Linked DNA regions of Cricetulus griseus: region 2 is linked to region 1. The links are chromatin contacts, called in public Hi-C maps. All regions are on one chromosome and are shown on one strand. The core of a region is the stretch at or near the end of the contact, and the rest is flanking DNA. Distances in the headings are between cores, read along the strand shown.

Region 1 (3,019 bases), core at 369-2,868:
TCTTGAGACTTGTGTTGAACTTGTGTTCTGAGTCATACAAGGTCTAAGAATGGGGACCAGTGAGATGGTTTAGTGGGTAAGGGCGCTTGCTGCCAAGCCTGACCATGGAGCTCCAACCTTGGAGCTCATGTGAGGGAACTGATTCCTGCAAGTTTCCTCTGATGAACGAGTGCCTGATTGCTCCCCTCCCCCACCACACGTGTTTTAAAATGTTTAAAAAGATAGCTCTCTGAGAATGTCTGTGGTCCGAGGGTCCTGGATGGGTGCCCCAATTAACTGGGATTGTGGCTGAGACTCCTTGGAGAGGTAGTCAGAAGGCTACCGTGCGGCTCACGGCTGCCGGCATTGGCTCTGCCCACATAAAGCCCACACTTCACCCAAGTATGGATGTTCCAGCGGCCCCCAGACCAAAGAGGGCCACCTCCAGATGAAAGAGCAGCTTTGGGTGGGCCGTGGTCAAATCCCCTTCTATGCAAGGAAAAGGATGGAAGCTGTCTGTGCTTGGGGCAGAAGGTAATGGTTGGCAGGACAGGAAGTGAGGACATGGCACACAGCAGGCACTTAGTTAAGTGGTGTAACTTCAGGAGGCCAGGGAAGGGGAGTCCGCCATCCTCAGCTCTCCAGGCAAGCTCTGAGAGCCTGTGTCTCCTTTTCCTCCAATAGAAGGGGACATTAATCCATAGATGAGAGTGGACACTGTGCCTACAGGCAGCCCCTCAGCAGCCAGCCCTTCCTGCCTTTGCCCTTCATCCCCAGGAACAGGAAACTTCCTCTCTGCAAAGGCAGGCACTGGGTTTGCCTTTAGAATCAAGTGCATGCTGGGCCTGGTTCAAACGTTAGCCTTTCAGGGTTCACCTGTTCCTGCTTTCAGGGGCACACACACTCATGGCACTCTGTAGATGGTCCTGGAGGGTGACCATCTACCTCAGGCCCTGCTGTCTCCTCCTCACAGGTAAAGGGAACCAATCAGTCTCACAACCAGGCAGCTGTCCAGGGACCAGGAATAATGAGACTCCACCCCCTTCCTTTGGGGACCTGGAGGCCAGAGTCCTTCCCTGCCCTGTCTTCCTTCCCCCAGTGCTCCCTCTGTGGGGAACCCTCCCTAAGTAGTGAGCATCCAAAAATGGTTCCGGAGACTGGAAGAAGGGGTTGCCTCCGGGAGAGGCCTGCATACACTCTTTCCCCACCGTGCTTCTCAGCCCTGGGATCTAGCCGGGATCCTGAGCCAGGGTGAGGAGTTGGGTGGGAAGGACTCCCTTTAAGTCTGGGCCTCCCCAACCCTCTGCCTGCCATTCTGGTCCAGCCGGTCAGAGGGGCAGGGGTGGGGGTGGGGAGACTGCAGCCCTTTGTTGTCTAAAAGGACAGAGGGATTATCTGCCGCTGGGCCTTCAGCTCCTTCCTGCCCTCCCCGAAGCTGCTGACAGCCAGCCCTGCTTCCCTGGGGAGCTGCAGGACTGCCTTCCTGCTTTCTGCGACCTCCATGAAGAAAAATTCATCACCGGATGGCTGAGCAATCCAGGCGGGCTCCAGAAAAATGACATTGAGTCACCTGGGCGCTCATCGCTCTGACAGCCGTAGACTCACTGGGCCGCTAATTAGCTCTTACAGGAAAGGGCCAGATCTGTCATCTTCCTCCGGAAGTGCCGGGCAGGATTAGCTGCTGCTCCTGGAGGCTGGAGCCTCATCCCAGGACAGGGGGACTCTGAGGGATTCCAGTGAGCAGTGGGAAGACAGCCGTCCTTCCACTGGGGAATCTCACTTCTGGGAATTTATCCCAGGGGAACAACCCAACCAGAAAGCTGAGCTGCACTCGACCAAGTCCAGCCTTGAGAATGCCCTTGTTGCCCAGCAGTGGGGGAGGGGGGAGCAGTCAAGACCTTGGGGGCTTGCCAATTATGGAGTTATGGCCTATGATGAGGATGAGACACAGAGCCATGGTGTGGAGAATCAAAACTTTATCACCCTGATACCTGAACTTGCCCATCTCAGCCAAGCCTGCCCTAAACACGCCTATTTCTGACCCAGTGATCCACATAGGGGACCTGGTCACTCAACTCCCTGCTAATGTGTATCCTCACATCTGACAGCTCTGCTTAAATCACGGATCTAGACCTTGAGTCTTAGCAGCATTTGTCAACTGGACCTAGTGTCAAGACTCACTGTGCCTGGCTGGGTCGCCAGCTACCAGCCCTTGTCTCCCTCTCTCCCACCCCCAGGGCACCCCAGTCAGCTGGGCGAGGTGTGTGCTATTTCAGCACCATCTTCTGTGGCCAGGGTGTTCCTAAGGTGGGGTGAGGGAGTGAGGGATGGGGACCAGCTCTGTGAGCTGCTGCTGTGTGGTAGAGGGAGGTAGAGCTGGACTAAGCTCCACAAGCAGTACAGGCCAGGTTCCTGCAGAAGCTGTTAGGGTCTCAGAGTCTTGGTGGGGTGGTAAGCAGAGGGGACATCGGCTGGGTGGTTACCTGCAGACACGGCTGAGGGTGCACTTCTCTCTGCACTCTGGTTGAGAGAGCAGATGCCTCCCTGCCACAGGTCCCTTCTTAGTGTGCCCACTCTACTGCAGGAGCAACTCCAGGACGGTGCTTCCCCAGAGACGGTGGCCTTTCTGGCTGTCCACCATCTCCACCAGCTCTCCCTCAGTCTCCCAGGATGGGATTGTGGGGTTGCGAGCACACTGTGTCTTCCCAAAGCCCCAGCAGATGTCAGCCCTTCCCCTGGGCAGGAGAGGGAGTCTCTGGTTCTCCAAGTCCAGCTGAGGCTTGCTCTGAGCTGCACTCTCTGCCTGCCCTTGCCTATTTTTTAACATGGGAGCAAACGTATGGTGGGGGAGAACTGTCATAGACCCCCAGACACCCAGCTGAGTCCTAGTTTCTCTACTTCCTGCTGCTGGGCATGGAGGACATTTCTAAGGCTGGATTGTTACAGTTTCTATGGGGGTATGCTTGAGCATAGCTTCCTTTACCCAGCTCTTCTGATAGTGTGGTGGGAGCACTTTATCAGATTTGACTGGCTGTCCAAG
Region 2 (3,019 bases), core at 174-2,673, 72 kb after region 1:
CGTGTGAGTCTCTGTGGCTGGTCACATGCTTCCCACCTACGTGCTGGGCACTTCCAGTGTGGGCATCTGGAGGGACTTCCCAGGCAGTGTGTGGGTCCAGCTCCTGCTCTGTCTTCCCCCGTGATGACCAGCAAGGTTGACCTTGGCCCCTCTGTGGTCTTGGGTCACGGCGATGGCACAAGAGGGCTCGTGCTACCACTGACAGCCATCCTCTGCGGTTTCTCTTCTGAAGCCTGGGTGCCTTCTCCACCTGTTGACACTATGCAGGCAGCCAAGCCCACAGACTGTAGACAATCCAAATATTTACCCAGGAGCCCCGTGGCCAGATGATGCCTAATTGCTTTGTGATGAAGGGCTTGGAGCACTAAGTGATGCCACCCGGGGCCTGGCGCCTCCGGCTTTCCTCCATTCCCGTGGTGGAGAAAGATCGAGAACAGCCCGTTGAATGGCATGAACAAGAGACTTTCAAGTCAGCTGTGCCTGTGAAGTGTAGCGCTGGCTGGCTGTGGTGATGGGTCAGCCTGCCAGGTGCCAACCCACTTCTCACAGCCCAGCCCCTACAGGACACGCCCCAGGCTCCAACAGTGCTGACAGAAGGCTAGTGGGCTGAAGGAAGGGTCTGGATTGCTTCATGGTGGAGGCCATGGGAGGGGGATCCTGTGTCTCACCCCACAAGAGGGGCTGTCACACTGCTTCGGGGAGGAGGAAGTGGGCCTTCTGGGGCTGTAAGGGATTACAGGGCCTCAGGGGCAAGGGCATACTGGTGTCCAAATGGGCCTAGAGGTCAGGGGTCAGTGTGGGGTTGTGGACCGGTGGGTATTTCTGTTCCATGGGGGCTGTGAACTGAAGGCCTTCAAATCGTATGGCCTGTTTAGGATAGGAAGCCAAAGGGCAGAGGGCAGGGGTCGCTGAAGTGACAGGCAGGCCTTGGGGGTGCAATGCCTTGTAGACGCCAGCCATAGCAGCTACTGAAGCCACTGAAGGCATGGAGTAAAGGCTCAGAGGTGAAGGCTATGGGCCTGGCTGGTCACCCTGACCCTCAGTGGTGGCACTGTCAGGTCACTGCCTCCTACATACTGGGGCCAGTCTCCTTAAGGCGCACAGGGTTCAGCAGGACAGCAAGGTCAAGCATTCAAAGTCCCCAGATAAAAGTGTGCGAGTAGGTGTACCCCTCCCCCTCCCTGCTGCCAGCCGAGGGGAGAGGTGGTTTGTAATCCCAGGTTCCTGGTAGGAGCAGTCAGGCTTGGACAGTCGTCTTGGAAAAAACTGTCCTACACTTTCAGTCCCAACTGTGGGGTGGCAGAGACCCGAGTTCCAGGCTCAGACTTATGTACACCAGCTGACTCCGGCAAGCTCACTGTCCTCATCTGTGAGACGGTTTTATTTAGTCACTCGGGATGGACCTGCCCAGTGCACGTGCTTGGTGATTGGGAGGCCTCAGAGGGCCCTCGTGATGCTAACCCCAACGCATCAGTCACTCTTGATCAGTCATTAAATGTTGAGCAATGCAATGGCCATTTTCCTTTGCAGAGCCCCGGGTGGGTCCTGCTCTCCCCGACATCCACTGCTTGGGTGATTTGAGCCAGGAGGGCTGGGCTGCACAGCAATCTGTCCACCTGCCCCCTGCGTTTCTTTGGTGACTGCTTCCTGGAGGGGCCCAGAGCAGTCTGTTGGAAACAGATGAGGAACTCGGCCGGTGGCATCAGGGTGAACTGGGATATAGGGCCTTCCCTGGGACAGGGTGGCAGAACCCACCGGGAAGGGTGTAGACACCCCTCACTAGGATGAGGTGACTGGCACCCTCTGCTGGCCAGTGGGGGAAGTGCGACCTCTGCTCTAGTCCAGCTGTCTTGGGTGGCAGCCCTGCAGCTAATACATCCCCGATCCACTCATTCCCTTTCCCTATTCGGTTTTCCTACTCACCAATCAGGCAGTCTGGGCTGGACTTCCAGACACACGCCCACTGGGCAGTCTCCAGGGTTTTGCATGCTTTCTGGCACATAGGACCCTTTCTTTTTCTTATCCAAGGGAGGAAACTGAGGCTCAGAGCAGGCTAAGGCATGAAGCAAGTGCCAGTTAAAGGGACCAGGCCCAACCCTGGCTTTTATAGATCCCAAGCCCCTTGGGGCAGAGCTCCCATGCCCATGCTGATGCTGGTTGGTGCAAACAGGAGCAGATCAGCCTGTGAGGCCCTGGGGATCATCTATGCTGGGTGACCGGAGAGAAATGGGCTTGGTGGGCAAGCTGTCAACGGAAGGCTCTGGGCATAAGGACAGCCATACGGCCCCTACTAGGCTTGTATGGTGGCCTAGTAGAATGGCCAGGGCTGGATGGGAACCAGCCCTCTTGGCTCAGCTTCTGTGATTGTTGGGAGGAGTCTTCAGGGTCCATGTCTTGCAGATGGAGTAGCTCTGTCTTCAGGCTGATCCCCAGGTGCCAGGGTACAGCCGTCTAGGGCTCTGGCTGCAGAGTGCCCCCTTCCCACTTGCCCCGGGGCACTTCTTTGGGATTTCTTCCTGCCCCATGGTGGCCCGTAATTGTAGCCCAAGGCAGAAGCCCTCACCTTGCTGATGGCCAGCAGAAGTGAGGGAAGCTGGAGGGAGGCTGGGTCAGGTCTTCTAGCCAACATTCAGCTAGGTCCCCTCCTGACCCAACCTGGTCTGACTTCTGCTCTTACCTTTGACCATGTGGCCAGTGGCTGATTCACCATCGAGGTGGTGAAGACAGGGCCAAGGGCAAGGGGTAGGAGCAGGACTTGGAAAGGTGGGTGGGCTGTGGACTCGGACAGGGTTGAGCCCCGCCCTCCCTTCCTCAGCCTGCTGAGTATCATGAATCTCTGGCTGTCTTGACATGCCCACACTGCATCTGCAGAACAGCATGCAGGGGCTTCCCCACCCCACATACGGGGTCTTCTTCCCCCACATACAGGGTCTCCCCTCCAATACGGGGTCTTCTTACCCCCAAAGAAGGTCTTCCTTGCCCCTACATACAGGGTCTTCCCCCGCCACAGCCAGGGTCT

What was found. Hi-C and Micro-C count contacts between places; a contact is called where the count stands out from the background.
Region 2: a contact with region 1 is called in a Hi-C map of the CHO-K1 cell line, with 5 times the contacts expected there. The contact joins two enhancer-like sites. A contact is called at or near these places in 4 of 8 Hi-C or Micro-C datasets (the CHL-YN cell line, the CHO-K1 cell line, fibroblasts and 1 more).

What each region holds. Positions count from the first base shown.
Region 1 is chr5:186,486,378-186,489,396 of CriGri-PICRH-1.0, forward strand. No RefSeq gene overlaps it. Among named protein-coding and RNA genes, the nearest start is that of Ccdc85c, 10 kb to the right of the region's middle. Within about 2 kb of position 1,619, at least 3 of the 6 cell types and tissues checked have open chromatin away from gene starts, as enhancers often do. A contact at or near this core is called in the CHO-K1 cell line, where this site is marked.
Region 2 is chr5:186,558,783-186,561,801 of CriGri-PICRH-1.0, forward strand. All of the region lies in intron 4 of Ccdc85c (coiled-coil domain-containing protein 85C), which reads left to right. Among named protein-coding and RNA genes, the nearest start is that of Ccnk, 31 kb to the right of the region's middle. Within about 2 kb of position 1,424, at least 1 of the 6 cell types and tissues checked has open chromatin away from gene starts, as enhancers often do. A contact at or near this core is called in the CHO-K1 cell line, where this site is marked.